Regions from separate parts of the Zea mays genome. Here all the other regions are linked to region 3. Evidence: chromatin contacts called from public Hi-C data. All regions are on one chromosome and are shown on one strand. Each heading gives the region's core, a stretch centred on a gene start, on an enhancer-like site or on the middle of the called end of the contact. The rest is flanking DNA. Distances are from core to core; before and after follow the strand shown.

Region 1 (3,929 bases), core at 588-3,087, 180 kb after region 3:
TAATCAGCACCCAAACTACTAAAGGGAACTGCATAAGTTATCAAGCAACAGGAAACTTATTGGTCAAGATTTTTACTGGTCAGTTCAGAATCAAACATGAAAGCATTAGAGCATCCCATGGTAGAATGAATCCTGTGCTATTTGTGTCTGCAAAAAGACACAGTTGGAATCGTTGTATGCTATTCAGGAAAGTATCATAAGACATTAATAAAATCTTATCAATACATAAGGTTATTGAAACGCACTCTGGTGAGGAATATATAAGGAGAGCGTCAAGTAAATCAATTGTCAATTATTAAAATGTTCAATTTTGGAGAGACAAAATTGGCTGTGGGAACTACGCAATACTGCAATAGCAGTAATCCACAAAGAATTTGGCAGGCTCAGAGGAATCTAAAATACATGGCAGTAACTTAAAGAACAATTGACCTGATTAAACCAAAAGGACATCTCTACTTCTCTAGTTTGCAAACATTGTATCTTCCTCTTGGGTACGGGCATGAAAGCACGCACACACAGCATCCATAAAAACACAAATAAACTAGAAAAGGAAACTGTTGGGATTTTTTTATTAGATATAGAAGGGCATAGATGTTGCTTCCAAAGGAACACGTCACTTCATAAACATCTGCCCTAACCCTCATTCTTGCTTCCCAGTGTTAAATTCACTTCAAGCATTGAATGGACGAATGACATGAATGACGAGGCTAATTCAATCCTCATCTATTAATGCTCTGCCCCACATTCTGATTCCAGGCACAAGCTGACAAGCATAAACTCAAACGAGGTGCTACTCCTTGCGGCACACTGATTTCATTCGAAGACTAGAGACCACTGAGGAACAGAAACACAATCCATTACTACAAACAAATATGGAAGGAAACTAGATTGACAACATCGATAATTCGAGACAATTACAATATCTTAGATTCTCTGTATCTAAACTGCAATTATCACACAGTTAGCTATATGGAAAATTTAACTATTTTCCACTATTTAAAGGTGGGTGGCAAATTTTTTACCAAATCAGTGACTATGATGTCATGACACAAATTAAATGAGTGCTACAGTAAGTGGCAAAAATCGAATGTCCCGCTATATCGGTGGTTTGCAGGATGCAGAGGATGGGCAAGACGCATTTGCGATAGATGAAGAAAGGAAAGTTATTCCCCTATCAAATGTACCGATTACGCATGCCTGGGACAGAAAGATCGCGGGGAATTAAGCGGCCAGGTCTCCCCATGACCAAGAACCGCGAGCACAAGCAACAAAGATCCTAACCCTATATTGGAAGTAGCAACAGATCACGCAACCTCAGCCTTGGTAGGGCTAACATGCCAAGATCCCGAAACGAAGGCACTAAAGGAATCGGAGCGGGGCGCACCTGGTGGATAGGCGGGTACATGGAATTGGTGCAGACGGGGCACTCGAGCAGCTCGTGCACGCCCGTGGCTGGCGAAATCACCAGCGAACCCGCTCCCGCTACCGGCCCGGCGGCACCGACGCGGTCGGAGACGACGACCACGTTGACGGCGGCAGTACCGGCGGTGGAGGAGGATTTGAGGAAGGGGCGAGGGAGCTGGGACGAGGTGACGGCGTCGGTGTCGTCGTCCCCCATGCTGTCGGAGTAGGACATGCACTCGATGCTGTCCAGCTCCATGTTCCGCAGCAGATCGGGCCGAGAATCTTGACGGGTGCCCAACTTGTGCCGAGGCTCAGATTCGGCTCTCTCTCCGCCCTTCCTCGCGCGGGTCCGGATTGTTGCACCAGGTGCTCCGGGCTCCGAGGACTCGATCGAAGAACTCCACGGGCGCGGGCGGCGAGGGGACAGGGCAAGGGGAGCGTAGCAAAGGGGATGACAGACCAGGTGGGCTGTGGGTGTGAAGGGATGAAACGGGGGGAAGAGGGACTGAGGGAGGAATGTGTGTGGGGTCGGCGGTTGCGGCGGGTGGTGGTGGGGGCATGATGCGGTGGGGGTACCCAGCACGCGGCGTGGCGTACTGTCGTGGTGCCTTTTTCGGGTGGGTTTTTTATGACGGTCTGCAGGCAGACTGCTGTTGTGTGTGTGGTGTGGTGCGGCGCACGTTCAAATTTGAACCTGTCGACCGGCGGACGCAGGACCGCGGGCGTGGGCTGGCCGCAGTCAGACTGTCAGAGCACATGTCTTTCAGGAATTTGATGTGAGAGCGTTTGGTTATTGGCCCATTTTAAAAATCCAAATAACGCTACACTTGTATAGATTTTTCAAATATAAAAGATAGCAAAGCTATACAGCTCTAAGCCTCCACATTATATATATACCAACGCTATTTGTCACCTAGGGTAAAGCTTCACCTGGACCAAGGCAGAGCTCTCAGTGTGGCAAGATATGACATCCGCCATACCTTAATTTTCTAGTGAATTTACCCCAAAATCACTGTGTACCATAAGCACATATAAGGAAATTAAGTTTCGCTACGAGAAACTTACCATCGGCGGTCGGAGTAAGAACAAAAACGCATGTACTTTACGAACCGTTACCAGGCCTCCAGGCTGCTACTCTCTATGGGCCTTTTGGCCTTTGCTTGGCACGTTGACAGTTGACTACGACCTTCTTGCTAGCTAGCTGGACTTGGAGCCAACCACATGAGTACAGTTTGTCAGACGTATGCTAGGATTACTTCACCAAATCACTGTTTTGTGTCTCCATGGCTCAGATGTCCATCGCTCAGTTATCTTTCTGTCTCCCACAGCACCAAGGTCGCCCGTTCATCGCAAGGGTTGAGCAACAGTCATGGCATCTTCGACGAGACTGTGATGGTGGTGGTTGCGCAGTGGATCTCCTATCTATGCCACTGAGTGAAAAATCATTGCTATGTTTCGTCATACCTTAGATCTTTTCCGTCCTCCGCCACTGACCCGAACCCAGCCGCGCCCCCGACGCTGGGATCAGCTTGACCCGCGCGAGGGCCACGTGCTGGCGGCCAACACGATAGGCTCAGATCCAAAAAAAGGCGGCAAAAAACAACGCGCGGACGCGCCCTCTCACCCCACCCCGACCAATATAAAAGCGGACGGGCTTCGATCCCGATGTAACCCTAAAAATAAAAAATATTATTGGTGCTGTCGCCGCTGCCCGACTTCGATTCACGTCGAGTGCACCCACCGACAGTCAGTAAGATCGATCGCGAGCCGTTGTCTTCCTTTCGCGGTGATCGTCATCTGTTGTTGACTTAGGAGGTACGATCTGACAGTAAGTTCCTGAAAGGGAAATGTGCCCTTGGGACATTTCCAGTTGTTTTGGTGATTAAATGCTCAACACATTACTAAGAACTAGCACTGCTCTTATGAGCATGAGCACAGGTGGTTAGAAAAGCAAATTGAAGCAAATGTACGTTTCTAGCACTTAGTTATTTGTTTTAGGTGCTAACAATGTTCATCTAAGTGCTAGGGAACTTCTCAAGTCAAGCAAAAATGTAGTGAAGAAGGTTGGCTAAGTATGGCCAAACTTGGACCAGTCTCGACCTCACCGGACAGTCACCCGAGACGTGCTCAGGCGAGTCAGGACAGCGCTCGGGTGAAATGTCACACCCGGTTTTGGAAGGTAAACCGAATGCGAATCATGTACGTGCTAGGATCAGAAATTTCACGTACATGGCGATTACATAAATGACTCATCATAGCACAAATGCTTCGAATAACAATAAAGAGTAAGTAATGATATTAAAGACTAGAGTCATTTACATAATATAAATCAAAGTGCATATAATAGAAATGTAGCCAACGTAAATTAACCCACCATAGGCAGCTGACTGGGGAGGTCGCTAGCCTAATCCTCGAACTCGTCGAAGTCCTGGAACTCCTGGAGATCCGCCTTGACGTCTTCTTCTCCTTCTTTACCTGAGCATAGATTGCACCAAAGGCAGCCTGGTGTTTTGTGAAAGCAAGGG
Region 2 (4,173 bases), core at 1,606-4,105, 170 kb before region 3:
TGAGGGGAAGGGAAAAGACGGACATACCTGTTCGTTGCCGGAGAAGGACAGGACGAAGATCTGGGTATCTGGAGGCGACATAGGTAGTATACCGCTAGATATATAGGGAGAGAGCACGCAAGCGAAGAAAGAAACCCAGCTGGAGCAGCTCCAAACCGAGAGACACACGCACCAGGCGTCAATCCGAGAAGGGCTAGAGAATGCGAGTGTCTTCCCAGCCCTGGACCCACCGAAACGACACAACACCATCACCAACTCCGTAGCATATGCGGACTGCTGCCACGCTACAATCCTTGGTTGTCCAATATCTCAGACCTGGACTCCTCATCGCCAAGATAACCTAAGCGTGGCAGGCGCCACCATGTCCTCCTCGACGGCACGCACGGAGAAAGGCCAGGAGCATGACTGACTCGTCCCGTACCTTCGTCGACGAGCGTCGGTCGGCTCGCGGCTACGACCGTGGGCGGGGGCAACAGGTTGGGGAGGAAGAACAGGGCGAAGGCCAGGAAGACGAACAGGACGTCCGACGACGGCGAAAACGATGGTGCACACATGATGTGAAACGTCCTCATGGACGTATAATAGCCACTGGTGCTTTAAGTATAGTAGAGATTATATATTTGAATATCTTGTATATAGGGTATATAATAAAAAATATTAGAAAACTAAAACCGTATATAATTTGAGATGGAAGGTGTAATTTGATTTAAAACGATTTTAGGAATTTGAAAAGGAAATCTGTTTGGGCGACTGTGGAATTCAGGAGGCGACTGCGACATACGACGAAGCCGGCACACGCAGACGCACCGACCTCCTCTTCTCGCTCGTCTGCTTCTCTTTTGCTCATTTTAACCGTCGCTCGTGTCGCCTTCTCCTATGTCGCACCCGACTGCTGCCTCTGAGCCTGCCCCCGCCACCTCGGCGCCCTAGTCGCCGCCGGAGCGCCGCCTCAACGTCTCGATCCCGGTACTTCCTCCCCCGAATCTCACCGAGCCCGCCAGATACACCCTTCTTTCATCAGGGTGTGGGTTCAAATCCCAACACTTGCACCGATTTTTAACATAACACACCTCCTGCACCGATTTTTAACATTTTACGTTGAGTTGATTTGGAAGAAATGTAGGACTTTTTTGTAAAAAGATGACCGTTGAAACTGGTGCTTTAAGTATAGTAGAGATTTAAACAATCTATCTAATGATAATAATTACGTACTATAAATATTAATATTTATTAAAGACGTTTGAGTCTCAGGAAGTGAGAGTGACACTTACTTTGAGACAGGAGTAAATCAATAGTTGGAATTTTGGCTTTCAGAACAAAAAGTAGGGCTTACAAACATAATATAGCATAAACAAGTTGGTCTAGGTATTGACGTGATGGTCATGGACTAATCACTTAGATTAATTTTTGAATTAGAAAGTGACCCTATCCAATAAGGAATACCAATAAAAGTACACACTGAAGTACAATGCCCCCAACAAATAAGCCAAGGGATTGGCTCAATGCAAGAGTAGCAAGACCCTGAAGGGCACGTAAGTTACTAGGTGCAAAATAACAACAATAAATTCATGGCAAGTACAGAAGCTCAACACACATGGCTTCGACACCATGCACCTTGAAGCTGATAAAAATTGTAAATGTATGATAAATCTAGCAGCAGACGGGAACTCTTCTTTCCATGAAGTTTTCATTAAACAAACCTTAGCATCCTTGACATTGTGATAAAAGGGAGAGGCAGTATGAAATACAGTGTCGCATCCATGAACTGCAGCATCGAAAGAACCCTCTTCTAGCAGGCTAGCTTTAAATAAGTGCAGCCTATCCTTAGCACCATCCAACGCAGTCAGGTGCAATGTTTTCTTTGGGTCAGCTGAAAAGTGAAGACAACAATGACTGTATGCCAAAGGTAATATTGCGTATGTGAAATGAAGAACAGAGAGTGCGAAAATAGTAAAAAATAATAGTTTGGTAGCGCAACATAGAGAACTGCAGAGTCCGGTAAAATTCGTTTATACGTAGCCACTTGGAAGGGAAGTAAGAAGTACACATAAAACTGAAGAGAGTGAAGATGAGGTTGGACACTTGAGCCATATGTTTCAGCCGATATTCATGACACTCTTTTGTTCCCGAGGGTTACATTGGACATAGAGTTCCTGTTCTTTTTTTCTCCAGAGAGGGGCTTATTCTCTCCCTTTTGGAATTTGGTGTACCGATATGTATGGGGATACAAAGTAATCCTTAAGAAACTGACCAAACAAGTTGATCGGTAGCAGCATTTTTCAGTCTACAGATGCAATCAAAGATTTCGGGTGCCTCCGGCAAGTGGATCCATAAGCAAAATAGTACCAAATCTGCCATCCCAAATTTACCAAGGTAGGATATCCAGTCCCGTGCCAACTAATCAATTCCCAGTCTAACCTAACCAATCTCACAAAACATCATAGCGATTCTGCTAGCTACCACAAGGAAACAGTGGAAAAGGGAAGACAAGGGGACTGGGGAGGACGGGCCGGGATGCGCACCGGTGTCTCGCACGGTGGCGCGGACGGTGTAGCCGCGGTCGAGTAGGAGCCTGACAATCCAGGACGCGATGTACCCTGATGCGCCGGTGACGCAAACCACCTTCCCCGTCCCCATCGTAGCCGTCGCAGCAGCAGAGGCCATAACCGCCGCCTTGTGTTGTTGCGTTGCGCCTGAGCCTGCTTCGCTGGAGACCTGGAGTGGTTACAGGCAGCCGCGCTGTGAGGGAAACAGAGATACGGATTGGGGAGATTTAAGCATCCGTGATTCAGTAGCCGTGGGAAAATTGGAGTCTTTTGCTCTGTGTTACTGTTAGCGGCATCATCTACCTACTTACGTCACTATAGTCTAGGTTTGGTATCTAATTCCATCAGCGCTTACCTCAGTCGGTCAATCTTAGGTTGAACACGAGGACTAGTCACACAGGAAATGTGGAATATGATCCAAATTTAATTTTTTTAACTCTATCGGTTCTAATTTATAATTCATTTAACTTTTTTACCATAAATATAATCAACTCATCTTATTTAAAAAATTCATAATTATTATTAATTTTTATGATGATGTTGTTTAGCATATAATATATATCTATACTTAAATTATCAGTTTCAACGGTCGTTCCGCGTCATGTTTTTACAAATAACCCCTCACATCTATTTAAAATTAACATGTCGGTCCCCTCTGCGCAGTCAACCTCCACGTCCCAAACCACACCTCTGCATATAGACGACTAAACGAAAACGACGACCCGACACGGGCCCGCTAGGCCCGACGCTGCAGGCACAGCACACCGCCCTGCTGACCATGTCGGACCAGCTCGTCGGGCTATTTGGTTAAATCAGCGTAAAATGTTAAAAACAGTGTAGGAGGTGGGGTTTGAACCCACACCCTAATAGAAGAAGGATGGGAGACACTGGACGAAGGTATAGTTGGTGTGGTATATGATTGTTCATGTAATGGTGAATGGTACACATGTAATGGTGTATGTTTATTTATGTGGTGTATGTTTTTTTTGTATGTACGATATGTGAATCTATATTAGAAGCTGACTGTGTGGTAGAAGATCCAAACACGTTCTAAGACAACCCGCAGGACACGTTCGAGCAAGGCAAGTGGATTCTCCCTCTGCATTTCTGTTTGTACCCAATAATGCATATAATAATATTTACTTTTCGAATATTTGCATAATTTGATGGGATTTGTCTAAATAGGGTTTCCTATAAATACCAACCCTATTCCTGGATTACCCTGGGATAAATATTATGCTTAGCAATTTGTGCTACCGCTCAACTTGATAATTATGATGTCACTCATTAATGATACTAATGTTCCAGAAATGAAGTTTGTATTATGAAATTAACCCGATGGTTAAACAAGATCATTTCGTATTAAATGGCACATAGAGTGACCACCCAGGATAACAGTGCAACCACGAGTGCTATAATGGCTCTGGCTTTGGCAATATATAGCTCTATAGACTTAGTGCTTAGCAACCCTACCTGAAAGATGGGCAAGAAGGGGCGGCAGTGGTGTGGTGGAAGCTTATGTTAACATAGGGTGGTAGTCTTGGCTAAGTTACCTCGCCTAGAGGGTCATCAATACTGACGTGGAAACCTTAGCGGTTGGCTTTGTACTAAGGATATTTTGTGAAAG
Region 3 (4,092 bases), core at 1,318-3,817:
AAAGGCAATACAATTATACAGACAGCTACTTACTTTGTCTAGAAATTGATCCACTATGACTAACTACTACTGGTTGCTTTGGTCCATTGACTATTCTGGTCAGCTGAAAATGGAGAAACATGAAATAAGTAAATCATCTATATAACAATAAAAAATGAGTAAGGCCCTGTTTGGAACCTACAAAACTAATAATTAGCTGCTAAAATTAGTTGTAGAGGTTCCAAACACCCCTAGCTAATACACCAACAAATTGTTAGCTAACTCACAGCTAACTAGTTCATTAGTTGGATCAACCCAGCTATTAATTTATTAGCTAGCTAACTATTAGCTCTAGGGGTTCCAAACAGGGCCTAAATGTAACAAGGTATACATGTAAATTTGGTACACTGTACATAATTGTTGAGGTATAAGTAAAACCAGATCTTTTTAGCTCATGTGATGGCTTACAAATACTTAAATCCATGTGCTATTATATTTTCAAAATAACTCAGTTGCATCATTATTCTAAGGAATAAATCTCAAGACATACATATTTACTTATGCATGTACATATTTAACAAATAAGGCAAACCTTCGAGAAAGTTCCAGCAAGATCATCAATGTCAGCAAATGAACCTACACCCTCCTGCAAAAACGAAATTTCATCAGTATGAGTAGTGATACATTCTTGTGTTGGCATAAAGAAATTATGTGGCACGCCTGCAGCTTGAAATATAAAAAAAGCAGTACACCATGCCTAAAACATTACTGGATGCAACTGAGGTTCCATGGTATAAAAAATAAAAGCAGAACAAGAGTTCACAGGACACAGCCAGCCTAAATGATAAATTGCAATATCCGCTTCGTGACATAATTTACAGCTAAAAGTTGCTTAGTGTGCAAGTGGAACTAACTCCAGTACAAGAAAAGCAACACCATCATTAGCTTTGTAATTCTAGGTTATGTACACAAGATTTAACTGTCTGATCCTATAATTGTTAACAACTTTATTATTGCAAAAACCACAATGCCATCTTCCAAAATTTCAAGGTGATATATGTTTGGTAATGTCACACCAACCCCAAAAATATGACTGTTATTTCACAGGCTTTCAGTTGTATCAGCGTTGAATGTTTTCAGAATCACAAAAATGACAATGCCAGCATGTATGAACTTACGTGACACAAAATTGTTGGTACCCTCTACCAGGCTCCGAATGACAAACAGAATGATAATAGAGAGCAAGCAAAGAATGGTCAAATCAACTCCTTCAAGACTCATCCCTCAAGTTCTAAATTGAAAAGTGAGCATGCTACCTTCTCATGTAAAAGGAAGCTTCATAATAACTAACAATTCTTTGGTTTATAAAACCACAAACATATAACTTATTCACTGTGTCATCTTTGTTATCAACAAAGAAAAAAATCGATAACATTTATCACTTCAAACATATGTAAGCTCTGTCAAGCACAAAAAATGATCATCTACACTACCTCCAACATATTATCCCTCCCATAAAGAGGGTTTTCTTCATCTTCGTGCTCAATAAATGCAGCATCATCATCATCATCCAATCCACCTAGTTCAACCTCCTCCACGGCATTGTTGCCAAAGAAAGCATACTGTGATGCATCAAATTTGGTATCGCCTGTACAGGGATATCAATAATCTGGCAATCAGTATCAGATGCCATAGGGCAAATATAGCAAAAACAAGACTAGATATAGCAGGCTAAGAAATTGTTACAGAGTACAACAGCTTCAAAGAAGTTCCCAGCAGTAAGGCAGCTTAAAATGAGCTCAAAACGGAACACTGCATCAGAACCATTGGAGATTCACAACCTATTCCCTCACTAGACTAAAAGCTAATCCAAGCAATGGTGGACATCAGAACTAACTGCAACAGACGTCATTAGCTATCCATGACCGCTGTAGCAAAATTATTCAACCAATTGTTAAGATAATATCAAATGCCAACAAACCCCATAGAAAAATCTCAACTCATTGATTTCGGAAAAACTGTTTATTGACAGTGTAAATAATCTGAAAAAAAAAAGAAAAGTCAAGGGGAAACGAATATGGTTCACCGGAACAACTCCAATCGCTATCATAAGAACCAAATGAAAAATGTACACTCATGGGAATACAAATAAACTAGGAGGAATTGATTGAACACCTGATTCCATGGCAGGGGTAGCGTCTAGCCCCCAAAAAAATTCTGGGAGACAAGTTGCTACGAGCAGAACATCCGCCACCAAGGTATCCAAGAAGCTGAATCCACCACCGGATGGGTTGGGTTAGCGCCGGGTCACAAACAAATCCAAAGCTACCTGCACGGGGAGTAAGCGAGACACGGATCTGACTGCATGGACTCGCAGCAAAGAGAAACCAAAACGAAACTCCTACATGAACAATTCCTTACCGATAACACAAATCACGCTGGCTGGATCTCCCAGATGCGCGACGCGAATAAAGGGGAGAAGGGATGACGATGAGAGAGAAATTCGAGGTGTCGCTCGGCAGTGGAAGGAGGACGTCGGTCTCTCTTACGGCGGCGGCGGCCAATCGAGGGTTCGGCTGCCCGATGGTATGACGTAGGCAGGAGTCCCGGAGGCGGAAGGGGTCGGGACTGGGACGACTGGACGAGGCTTTTTTTTCCTTCTTTTCCCGTGAGAAAGCACCGGCCCTAAAGATAGGGACATTATCTTTGGATTTTTTTTTTGTTTCCCATTACAACCGTCTGTCGAGTTTTTTTTAAAAAAAACTCAGGTATTCCAACTTCTTAAAATTATTACTCCAAGACAGATAATTAGGATTCTAGTATTATAACATCTGCCATATTGAAGATTGGTTATCGTATGTGTTTTAAACCCTGTCTATAGTTTTCTCACGCCGGGCTCTCTCACGGCGGCTGTTACTGGATTTTCTCCTCTCTACTTGTCATCCTGTTGCTAAAAACACATCTCAAGTTAGACTCGTCCATGAGTAGTCGTCATCCATTTCTCCTAGCCGCTCTTGGTTCGCGCTCGTTGAAAATGGAGGCGTCGATGCAGTCCAAGCTCCCCTTTCCACGCTGCCGAGAGCGCTCTCGTCCATGAGTAGTCGTCATCCATTTCTCCTAGCCGCTCTTGGTTCGCGCTCGTCGGAAATGGAGGCGTCGATGCAGTCCAAGCTCCCCTTTTCTCATTACTCCTCAAGACCATGGTAGTTTGGTAAGAGATTTATATTTGTTCTTGCTATATTACTGCATGTTTCATTCACTATTAGATTTTAGACGCCATCAGAAAGCAGAGTACATGAATTTGACATGGTTCAGTCACTATTGCGTCACATGAATTTGGAATGGTTCAGTCACATGAATTTGTAATGGTTCAGTCACTATTACGTTTACAAAACTGAGTCCCTATTCCAAATTATCTCGTTACCCTCAACTCAGTCACCATTTGAGTTTATAGAACTATACGCAGTCACTATTTTAGTGACTATTTGAGTTTACAGAACTATACTTGAGTTTACATAACTATACAGAATCTATGACAAAACGTAGGCAAATGACATTGTTAGGAGTAGGGGCACAGCCACCGTGGGTGCCTCGCTCGACACGAGCAACATTCTTTATGGCACTAGCAGAATACGCTTGCGCCATCGATAATCCAGCACACATGATTCGGTATGTTTTAGTGTTAGGAACATTATAGATTTGGATTGGCAATATTGATGTGTCAGAGAATCTCATTCTTCGATTTTTTGTGTAGGCATAGAGATTAAATAGAGTTTGGAATGGTGTTTTAGACGTCATTAGATAGATGCAAGTCTCAGCCGATGAGTTGAGGAGGTTGACCAGACGCAACCATGTGCTTGATTATGTAGAGTACCTGCACAAGAATAGTCTGATTAATGCCATAAGTGTTGTTACTGAAATTGCACAAGGTCTAGACCATGTGAGCACGGATCTAGAGGAAGTTCTTATTGGTCCACAACCTCTTCTTGAAGATTATGAAGCCCTTAGCTTGTACGATGATTTCCAATGCGATGGTGAACATAGCTCTGTGGACTCGGATGAGGTCAATGATCATCGTCTATCGCATATGAGCAAGCGTATATGAGATATATG

Evidence for each region. Hi-C and Micro-C count contacts between places; a contact is called where the count stands out from the background.
Region 1: a Hi-C map of endosperm shows a contact between it and region 3, with 2.7 times the contacts expected there. The contact joins the promoter of LOC103626898 here to the promoter of LOC100279503 in region 3. A contact is called at or near these places in 4 of 25 Hi-C or Micro-C datasets (ear, endosperm, leaf and 1 more).
Region 2: a contact with region 3 is called in a Hi-C map of endosperm, with 2.6 times the contacts expected there. The contact joins the promoter of LOC100284029 here to the promoter of LOC100279503 in region 3. A contact is called at or near these places in 3 of 25 Hi-C or Micro-C datasets (ear, endosperm and tassel).

What each region holds. Positions count from the first base shown.
Region 1 is chr5:133,277,324-133,281,252 of Zm-B73-REFERENCE-NAM-5.0, reverse strand. It overlaps LOC103626898 (E3 ubiquitin-protein ligase SINAT5-like), which reads right to left and starts at 1,837. Exons shown (of 3, transcript NM_001319708.1): 1 at 1,385-1,837. The coding sequence starts at 1,660.
Region 2 is chr5:133,620,107-133,624,279 of Zm-B73-REFERENCE-NAM-5.0, reverse strand. It overlaps LOC100284029, which reads right to left and starts at 2,855. Exons shown (of 6, transcript NM_001156927.1): 1 at 2,523-2,855; 2 at 1,701-1,870. The coding sequence starts at 2,664.
Region 3 is chr5:133,454,450-133,458,541 of Zm-B73-REFERENCE-NAM-5.0, reverse strand. It overlaps LOC100279503 (Topoisomerase II-associated protein PAT1), which reads right to left and starts at 2,567. Exons shown (of 6, transcript NM_001152504.1): 1 at 2,401-2,567; 2 at 2,155-2,308; 3 at 1,473-1,627; 4 at 572-625; 5 at 34-103. The coding sequence starts at 2,164.